Linked DNA regions of Cyprinus carpio: region 1 is linked to region 2. The links are chromatin contacts, called in public Hi-C maps. All regions are on one chromosome and are shown on one strand. The core of a region is the stretch at or near the end of the contact, and the rest is flanking DNA. Distances in the headings are between cores, read along the strand shown.

Evidence for each region. A called contact is a pair of places that touch in the nucleus more often than the background predicts.
Region 1: a Hi-C map of skeletal muscle shows a contact between it and region 2, with 4 times the contacts expected there. The contact joins the promoter of LOC109055489 here to the promoter of LOC109113302 in region 2. A contact is called at or near these places in 7 of 8 Hi-C or Micro-C datasets (liver and skeletal muscle).

Annotation. Positions count from the first base shown.
Region 1 is chrB20:10,171,205-10,176,538 of ASM1834038v1, forward strand. It overlaps LOC109055489 (biogenesis of lysosome-related organelles complex 1 subunit 2-like), which reads right to left and starts at 1,827. Exons shown (of 5, transcript XM_019072698.2): 1 at 1,649-1,827; 2 at 1,221-1,337; 3 at 1,009-1,128; 4 at 507-611. The coding sequence starts at 1,793. It overlaps LOC109086120 (ubiquitin carboxyl-terminal hydrolase 24-like), which reads left to right and starts at 2,767. Exons shown (of 68, transcript XM_042747039.1): 1 at 2,767-3,244. The coding sequence starts at 2,963.
Region 2 is chrB20:9,943,751-9,948,794 of ASM1834038v1, forward strand. LOC109113302 (5'-AMP-activated protein kinase catalytic subunit alpha-2-like) reads right to left here and starts at 1,523. Exons shown (of 9, transcript XM_042746433.1): 1 at 1,214-1,523. The coding sequence starts at 1,358. It overlaps LOC109113303 (phospholipid phosphatase 3-like), which reads left to right. Exons shown (of 8, transcript XM_042746436.1): 2 at 4,420-5,044. The coding sequence starts at 4,948.

The sequences.
Region 1 (5,334 bases), core at 577-3,076, 230 kb after region 2:
AATTAATCAAATCGAAGAGTTAAACTTATCTACATACTAGTCCACTTTTATAGCCTTACTGAGTTTATAGTCGTGCTCTTGCGAGCTGGTCCTATGTTGAGCTTCTGTTGATTGTATTAAGACTTCTGAATTGGTAAAAGTGGTTGATTTGTGAAGATTATCATGATGAACAAAATGTGCAAGAATCATAAACTTTTGTTGGTCACAGAGCTTATTTTCGGCAATAATCCAAATTCCAATGGAAAAATCCTACTTTTTTGTTTTTGTTTTTTGTCAAAGGAATCAGGATGACGCTAACTTTGGGACATTGCAGCAACCTACTGTCATGCAATCAACTCACCTTTTGTTTTCAGTATGTTTAGGGTAGGTTCAATCAAAATGATTCACAGCTCAGACGAAACTAATGGTGTCCTTCATAATATTTTATTAAATCAATATGAACTAAACCATAAAAAAAAGAAAAAGCTCCCAGTGTTTTCCACGGAGTTGCTGGTTTTTGTACTCACCCAGTTTCTTTGAATAGGTGTCTAGTTTATAAGCAGCCTGTTCCAGAGCCGTAACCTGCTCCTCGATCTGGTTAATCTGATCCAGATAAGGCTGCAAACTGGCATCTAAAGCCAAAAATGAGAACATAATTTAAGATGATCAATTTATGGCTTTAATACTCACTTTCTAGCCAATCACAATGTTATTAAAACTAGTGCTGTCAAACGATTTATCGCAATTAATCGCATTCAAAATCAAAGTTATATTTATATACATATAAATTATGTTATATATAAATATATTTAATATATAAACAACATATTTTTCTGAAATATATACATGCGTGTGTGTGTATTTATATATACATAATAAATATACACAGTACACATGCATATATTGTGTACACAAAAACTTTTATTTTGGATACGATTAATCGTTGGACAGCACTAATAAAAACACTAAGATAAGTGTACTTTGAACACCGTGTTAACTAGTTTTCTATATTGCTGCCCCGTTTCTCACACTTCTGGTTGAGATCTTGTAGATTGCGGCTGATGTTGATGGATATGTCCTTCATCTCCATGTACTTCAGACTGGTGAGTTTGTTCATGTTCTCCAGGAGTTTGTAGTCCTCACAGGTCGCTGAGGAAACAGAACAAAAATTACACACAAAGTCTATATATAAATTAAAAGAGAGAGAGCTATATTAATTATTGTTCTTTTATGATCATTACCGGTGAGCTCTCCCTGTAAGAAAACTGACATTTTGTCAAACATGTCTCTGCAGAGCGCATTGATATCAGGTTCAGCGGGTTCAGTGGCCTCCTCCGCCGTCTCCACTCCTCCGTCATCTGTTACAGACAGCAGACACTTTTAGCGTCCCGAAAACTAGTGAGCTGCCTACCTAAATGTATTTGATGCCCAAAAGTGCAAACTAGGTAGAAAGCTTACTGGGTTTTGAGACACAGACAGTCTAGTTACAAATGTTCACAAAACGCATCATTCTCTTTGGAAACAGGACAAGTCCAATACTCCAGAACAGGTTGCATTAACTCAAAAATAAACCACAAACACAACAGGACCAATAGCAGCACGAAGCTGACAGAATCGTAGTAGATGCAGTGACTTGCACACAGACTGATCTGTTTACAAAACAGCTTACTGTTATTACTGGGTCTTTTGGCTTTTTGGTTCTCTGTCGCATCTGTCTTGTGCTCGGGTTCGGCGGTGAGGGTGAGATCGGTCGGGGGAACCGGTGCTTTACTGATGCTCTCCATCGCCGCGGCCTCGTCCCCCGTGGCTGCCATTTTCACATCACATGATCACATGACCAACCAGTTTCACGTGACTCCTCGTTTCTGTCTTTTTTTCTTATGCAGGGAAATAAAACCGAATCGTTTTTTAAATCTGGTGAAACGAAACTGATATGATATATATTTTTTTAATTAAGCGTTACTTGAATATGTTAAAAAGGATGAAGTAGTCAGATTTTATACTCTTTTTGACAAGCATGTCAGATACAGTTCCTAAATACGAGATGTGAAATCTAAAGGTGTATCATTAAGGATTATAATTAATAAAGTGTAGATTAAAAAAACACATGTTTCATATACAGATATGGGTGGGGCTGCCAATTTAAAAAGAGTGAAGCAAAGAATAACGAGCTTCCGGCCGAGTGATTTCAAAATAATAAAGATTTTTTTCATGTATTTTTGTGCATTTTGTGTGGATTCTAAATGCTATATATATATATATATATATATAGAGAGAGAGAGAGAGAGAGAGAGAGAGAGAGAGAGAGAGAGAGAGAGAGAGAGAGAGTCGAGATAATTCATTTTAAATTAAATTAAATTCAAACCCATTCATGTGATGCACAATAAGCTGATAAAATAAACTAATAAATAACTAATCAATAAATAAACTGCTTTAAAATACATTATATAATACTTTTGTATTATATTATTGTAAAAAGTGTACTATTTATTATATAGTACATATTGAGTCATATTTTAATAATTTTCACACACATATGAATGATCAGGGATCGTTCATATGTGTGTGAAAATTATTATACATATAAGTCAATATAAATAATATAAATACATGTATTATACATACATATATGTATTTACTTTTTGTATTATTAATTTACTTGTATTGTTTTCTTTTTAGATATCATTAGTTTTTATATACATGCATTTTACTTCTAGTGTCATTTATGTGTAGTAGTAGTAGCATGAATGCGGTTTTTTTTTTTATTTGGCCTTTATTTTGAAAAGTATTCCCGTCTACACCCATCTAGCGATCCATTGTCGTCGCCCGCTTCACAGGCTTGGCGTGGCCCGCTCTCAGCCCGCTGCGCTCTGCCTCTGACGGGATACCAGCAGCACCAGCGACTGTAAACATGGCGGCGTGCACAGCCGGATGCCTGTGCTGTGTGCCCCCTTCCTGAAGCCCGGATCATCGACATACTTCCATGATGGAGACAGAGGAGGAGCAGCACATGACCACGCTGTTATGCATGGGCTTCCCAGACCCGGTGGCCATCCGGAAAGCCCTGCGCTTGGCCAAAAACGACATCAACGAGGCTGTCGCGCTGCTCACCAACGAAAGCCCGGGACTCGGATACGGCTACGAGCCGATGGAAAGCGGCCCTTCCCCGGGCTCCGGCCTCAGCGGAGACGGCGAGAGCAGCGGGCGCACGGGCACCGGAGGGTTTGATCCTCCGCCTGCGTATCACGATGTCGTGGAAAGTGAGGTATGATTATGAAACGCATGCATTTGGGATCATTCGCACGGCTGCTTGAGGCGGAACCACCGGGGCTGTCAAAAACCGGAGGGAAAGGCGCGCGCACGCCTTTATCGCGTCTGCATAAGCATGCATTACCTGTTGTGCATGCGCTTGCGACACCTGACGAGGATGTCAAGATATTATTTCTTAACATTGCGTTCTTTATGCATGCGTTAGCAGGCTACGAATGAATTCAGCAGAAGTTGAAGGGTCTTGGGGGATGGGTGTCGTAGATTGCATTTAAACGCATGACTTGTTAGAGTTTACTTTGCTTTTATTTGCGTGTTGATAGGGAAGGGTTCAGCCAATGGTCAGTGCTTCCTCTTGATCAATTATTAAACTAATGTCTGTCTTACTAACTGTTAGGAAAACGTGTGGCTGATGATTCTCATGTGAGTTTGTTGAACCATCGGGTGTCATTAGACTACAGCATGTCATCTGTTATATTATCCCTGCAGTGAAGCTAATATTGAACAGGATCACTGGGTTAAATCAAACAGACTGTGAGGAGCTGCTGTTTATTAGCATGTGAATATGAATTCACTTTTGTGTGCTATTGTGCTTGGAGTCTGCATTCCCACAGGTCTCAAATTATTATTTGTCTGGATTATGATACAAGCTTTCTGGCGGGTTTTAACGAGATCTTAATTCACTATTCCACAAATTGAGGACTAAAAAGGTCTTGAATTGAAACAGAAAATCATGACATGATGGCATTAAATGTTGCATGTGCTTCAAAAAAATGATTATTTTACTCAATACAATTATCGAAATATCCTTAACATTAAAATGTCTTTAAGTCCTGTTTTCTGAAAGGTGTAACAACATTTATGTTTAAAACAAGCAAATATTGCCAACGGGTTATGAAAACTTGTTTTTCCAATAAATTACGTTGATTTTTGCAGTGTGATCAGAAGGTACAGTAAAAGATATTTTCATTGACTAGTCAGTGGATGACAAAAAGCCATACATTTTTATTTTTTATTCTAATAAAAAAATTAAAAAGTAATAGAGACATGTTGGAAGTTGCATTTTCAAACTTTAAAGCATTGCTGCATTACTTAAATCTTAAAAACTTTTACATTTACTTTTGTAAAACCTGCAGAAACCCTGGGATAAACAGTATTAGTTATGTGTAAAGCTTGTCTGATATGAGGTCACTGAGTCTGATATATTGCCCAACTGTTGCAGTGTTTCTTTCACTGATTTCCTCATGGATTCTTTGACCTGTTGGTCAACCGCAGTCAGAGATGAAAACTAAGTGCTGTGATTATAAATCACCCTGTGGCTCAGTGCAGTCAGATCTGACTTCAGCCTGTATGAAAGAGCCATTTAAATATGTTTTAAATATTTAAACAAACACATCGGCCAAGCAGAAAAACTTATCGGCCGATGCCGATATTTGAAAAATGCCAAATATCGGCCGATATATCGGCCTTTGCTATGTATCGGTCGACCACTACTGTACAATTAATCGAATTTGTAATCGCGATTACAATTATGGATGCCATAATTACAAATTACCTAATCGTTCAAAGCGGCAATTTAATCATTCAAAGTCCACTTATGTTATTCTGCACGCTTAAGATACGCTTTTTTCTTTCTACATGTTATCTTAAGGGTTTTTCCATTGTTTTAGTTTTAGTACAACATTATAATACCATCCATATTTATATTCTTTTATAATTTAAAGAAGAAACCAATCCGAAACGAGTCTGATTAGTAAAAATACAGCACGCAGTTGCATCAAACAATGGTATAAACATCATTCAGTGTAAATTGTGATAATCAGAATTAATAATCGGAATTACAATTTCAGGGGAATAATCGACAATTGAACAGCCCTAAGCCCTACTCTTCATACTGCAGTTTATGATGATGCTGCATGTAGTGGAAGAAATTTGAAGTGCTTTCCTTTTCGGATGCAACCTGTTTATGGCATAATCTAATCTTATTATTTTTTCAATTAATTAATCAATCAATCGGATAACTCGAATTAAACGCTGTGAAAACAAATATAGAGAATGCATCTGTGCTATACGTTATGTGCAAAAAGG
Region 2 (5,044 bases), core at 273-2,772:
TACAAATAGCCTACAGATTTATAGGAGATATTTTTCCATATTCTGACCTTTAAAATGACTGTGATTGGTGTAACCTTATGTAGTCAGGTTGATTCTATCATATTAAGTAATATTTCAGACCTTAATAACGACTATAATTTCAGGTTAGGATTTTTTAGGTGTCATTTCAGATACTACATTCACTTCCTTAACTACATGAATAAAATAATGAATGAGAAGTCAGTTGATAGACTTGCACCCACAGTCTACATGTCTACTAAAAGTTGGAGGATCTCTTGCAAACAAATCTGCTTCCCTGTGGATATTTAAGTACACTGACACCCTAAGCATGCAGTATGGAGGGAGTTTAAGGGGCTATATTCATAGCTGCAGGGCCCTCAGTCTTTAAAGACAAGGAAGAAACCGTTTTCAAACTGTTAATAAACTGGTTTCAGTATTATGGTGGATTATTTATTTATTTATTTATTTGATAGCTTGTGTGCGTTTCTCTGAAATGTTACATCCCATGAGTGCATTTAATAAAAATGCATATATAAAAATAATGTTTTACTTTAATAATGCCCAGGAAAAGCTCAAACACCGGGTTTTATCCGTGCGAAAGGTCATTCCCAAAATGAGCGGCATTCCCACACGCGCTTAGAATAGAAAAATGACTGCAAGGTCAAAGCGGCACTGCAGTTAAAATATACTAACTACAACATGTATCCCGGTGCTGCTTATACAATAATCAGAACAATACACGTTTGAGACAAACGTTTTAAAGATTAAACAATTTAGGTGCTGGAAATTTATGCAAATAACATGTTAACAGCGCAGCTCAATGACTGATCGCACTTCAGTGAAGATGACAATGCAGTAAAATTTGTAAAATACCAAATATTGAGAAGGCGTAAGTAAGCGAGCCCTAAATATTACCAAAATACGAGTTCGTTTCCCAAATGTTGTTATACTAAACATTTACACAAACAAGACTGCAAGTGTAGCGTCTACTGTGGTGCTAAAAGAATTTCCAGCTCTGCGTTGTATTCACTAACAGCATACGCACTCTGTGCGCCTGGAGGACGTTAGCGGAGGTGCTTCCTACGCAATCTACGCTACGTAAATTGCGCACAACGTCCGCCGGCAAGTTCAGCACTAACAGCCCCGAAAACATACGATAGTGCTTCCGTTCCACGCAACATTCAAACCCGTATAGTAAATGAATAGACTTAACTCTTCACTTTTCCAAATGTCCCGACTCCCAGAGTGTCTCCGAGGATGTAGTGTCCTATCTTTACCCTGCCTTCGTGTTTCTGCTTTTCAGCCATTTTACTATGTGAGATCCTGGGCTGCTTTACAGAAGGCGGGATTGAGCACATGAGGTAGCGAGCTGTAAACCCCTCTAAGTGCTGATCTGAATTCAGCTTCAGGGAGACTCTGTAAACTGTACACAAACACACAGCTCTCTGATAAGGCGTTAACTGCTGGGAAAGTGGGCGGTTTAGGTAAACAAGTAGCCTATTCCCCTCACTGCTTATTAGCACGAGACCTCACATACACTAGCCTGCACGTCACAACTTACCTACAGTTAAATATAGCAACATTTCCACATTATCAGTGTTTAGCTTACTGTTACAGTTAAGATGCTATTATAGTTTTATTAATATTTTGAATTGGTTTTATTGTCAAAGTTAAATGAAATTGAGAAATGCAACTAGCAGTAATGAAATAAGTTCAAGGTTTTTGATATTAGCTGCTTAGCCTATGTTATTCTTTTTATTATTATTATTATTATTTTATTAGTTCCTTTGTTTAATTTCAGTTAATGCCAAGTAACTAACCCCCCCCCCCCCTTTTTTTTTTTAAATTTGATTACCCTCCCTACTACATACCATTAACCCCCCCCCCCCCCCCTTTTTTTAAAAAAAAATTTGATTACCCTAACTAACCATTATTATGACATTACAACATTATGACATTATAACATTATGACATTACATTTACTGGACATTTATGACCATTTATATCAATAAGAACACATTACTTCAAAGAGTAAAATAATATAATATATGTCTTTAAAAATGAAAATATGAAATATGTCTTTAAAAAACATATACCGTAATGACAGAAGGAAATGTTAAGATTTCACAGCTTTGTGCGCTTTAATACATTTATGAAAACCTTCATAAAATCAGACAAAATCAAGGTCAGTCTTCATTTTGAGTTCATGTAGTACCAGTATTAATTTTAATAGTGTTTTATTAGTTAATATCTATTAGTAAGCAAATGTGTTGAATCAAAATAAATTGAACAGAGTAATCTGAAATTATTCTTATAAGTGATATAAACTTTAGTTTTAGCTTAATCTTTTTGTCCCAGTAAACCACTGCCCTCCAAAATATCTTTTAAGTCATACATTGTACATACATATATATGTTCAGTATAGTTCAGATCCAAAAGCCTCTAAGCACCGTTTGCAATTTTCTTCTAAAATTAGCATTTTTATCAGGCTCCTTATGTTTGTATTTTATGTGTTTTTTCTTTAATTTTATTTTGTATGTATATTGTATGCAATATGCATTATGTCATTGTCATCACATGGAACTCTGAAAGTGTACCATTAAATTATGATTTTCTTTTCAATTGAAATGCACATTTCTTTTAGAAATTGATGCATCCAATCTTAATTTCCATTAAATCTGCCAACACACACATACACTCATCATTACAGTCACTGAAGGCCAACTCATCTTCATTGTCATCACATGGAACTCTGCACTCTTCCTGTTGCCCTTTTCGTGAAATATTGCTGTATTCATTTTCTGAAAAGAATAAGTAATTTTCTTATTCATACATCAGTACAACTATACTACAATAAACAATTCAAATAAATAACTGCAATCATATCACTGATCTTACGATCTATAAATAATCCCAATGGGGAATAAATTACTTCAAATCCACTGTGATACAGAGTTGCCACATAGCAACATGCCTATTTTTCCGTAGTGGTACAGAGTTGCCAGGGTGTTAATACTGATATTTTCTCAATTTACAGTAAAAAAAAAAAGGTTAGACAGTGTTGATTTGCGAATAACAAAATGTAATTTACTAACCAAAGATGATGCAAGAAGAGATGCGAAGAAATAAGGTTAACAGAGCCATTTCTGGAGCACTTCAACAGGTGTCCTCCATGTGAGGGTGACCAGTGGGAAAAGGTGTTTAGGAATGAACATTTAAATGTCAATTGACTTAAAAGCAGCACATCATTGACTACCTTAAGGCCAGGTCTTTTAATTACCATATTGCAATATATTGTATTTTTTTTTTTCAGAATAACAAAGAAATAAGTAGAAATTAATTGTTTCCATATGGCAGTTCTGTACCATAGAGGGTTAATGGCAATGAATAGGTTCTTTTCTTTGCCATTAAATTGAAATAACTAAACATAAACATAGGAGCTGATTTAAAAAACACTAATTTTAGAAGAAATGTCTCCTAAGTCTGACACACTTATTTCAGGTCTTGGAGTCTAATGAGCTGATGACCTGAATCATCTGTGCGATTAAGTAGACATGCAAAATGTGAAGTGTTGGTGGGGCTCCAGGAATGTGGTTGAAAAACAATGGTGCTGACCTGAATCATCTGTGCGATTAAGTAGACATGCAAAAGTATAATTTGAAGTTTTTGTGGGGTTGATGGAATTTGTTTGAGTATCTATTGTTTTTTAGTTCTAGATTGTATTGTTTCATTTGTGCTGAGTTTATGGAATTTTTTAGTTGTGTTAATACCTTAAATAAATAAAAGCTTATGTAATATTATTGGATTATACATGTTATGTTAAAAAATACATATGTGGCTATATTAGATTATATCCGGAAAAAGAAAAAAGGCAAGTGTTTAAGGCACTTCTTGCTGCAATAGTATGAGAATTGCAAGAGGTAGGCTATTTATTATTTATCTATTTATTTTAGGTTTCCTGCAGGTTAGTCAACTGATTCTTGAGCACAACAATTATCTTATATATAGTGCCTAGATCCTCTAGGTCTATTGGATTGAGGTCAGATCTTTGACACAGCCATTGTAGGCCGTTTTCCTCATTGTTCTGTTGCTATTCAAATGTTAATTTAATCTTTATGGGTGGGATCATTGTCCTGCAAAAAGATGAACTTCTACCATGCTTCCATTTTTAATGACTGCTTCTTTTGCAGCCTTTCCCTGTCCTTTAGATTTCATATCATTTAAATTGAATGTGTTTTCAGTCAACTAACTAAATAAATAATAGCAGACAAATGGTAATAAACTAAAACCCATCAATTTAGGACAACACTGAAGTAATGTGAAATGGACCATCTGAAAATTTACCACAAAACCTAAAAAATCAAAATCAAAACCACAACCTTTCTGGTCCATTTAAGCCTCTGCATTTCTTCCATGTAGGTGAATGAGAGAAGTGTCTGGTCACGGTGTGTTTCCAGCAGCGGCCGCTGGGGGCGGTGCAGCTCGCTGTGTGTGAGCGCGCGTGTCTGGAGAGCTGAGGGGGCTTCATTCAGCGCGGCTCGGGACAGGAGAAAGGGGCTGAGCCGAGCGCTTACTTACTGAGGGGAAAGAGGTGGAGACCAGAGGAGGATTCATAAACAGGAGCTGATCTCCTAAGTTTTAAACGCCGCTCAAACCTTCAAGTAGCGTAGAACTAGATCACAACTCACTAACCGACCCAACACGACTCTTCATTCAGAGCGGCGCTGCTCCGTGACACTGCGGCTTCACCGGACGAAGTTGAATGGGCTTGATTGCACGGACAACTCATTGTTTTCATTAACTTTTCAAGACATCTTCTCACTTTAGCCGGGACTTTAACTCCCTCAAACTTTATACGACACGTCCTTGTTGACAAGACCCACTGAAACGAACCGCTGCAGTCAGTCTCGGATTTTAGGAGAGAGACATCAGGAGGAACTCTCGCAAATGCAAAACTATATGTATGAGAAAGCGATGGCACCCGAAACAAGAAACGGAGGAACATCCACGTTAAACAACAACGGCGTAGACAACAGCAAGAGGA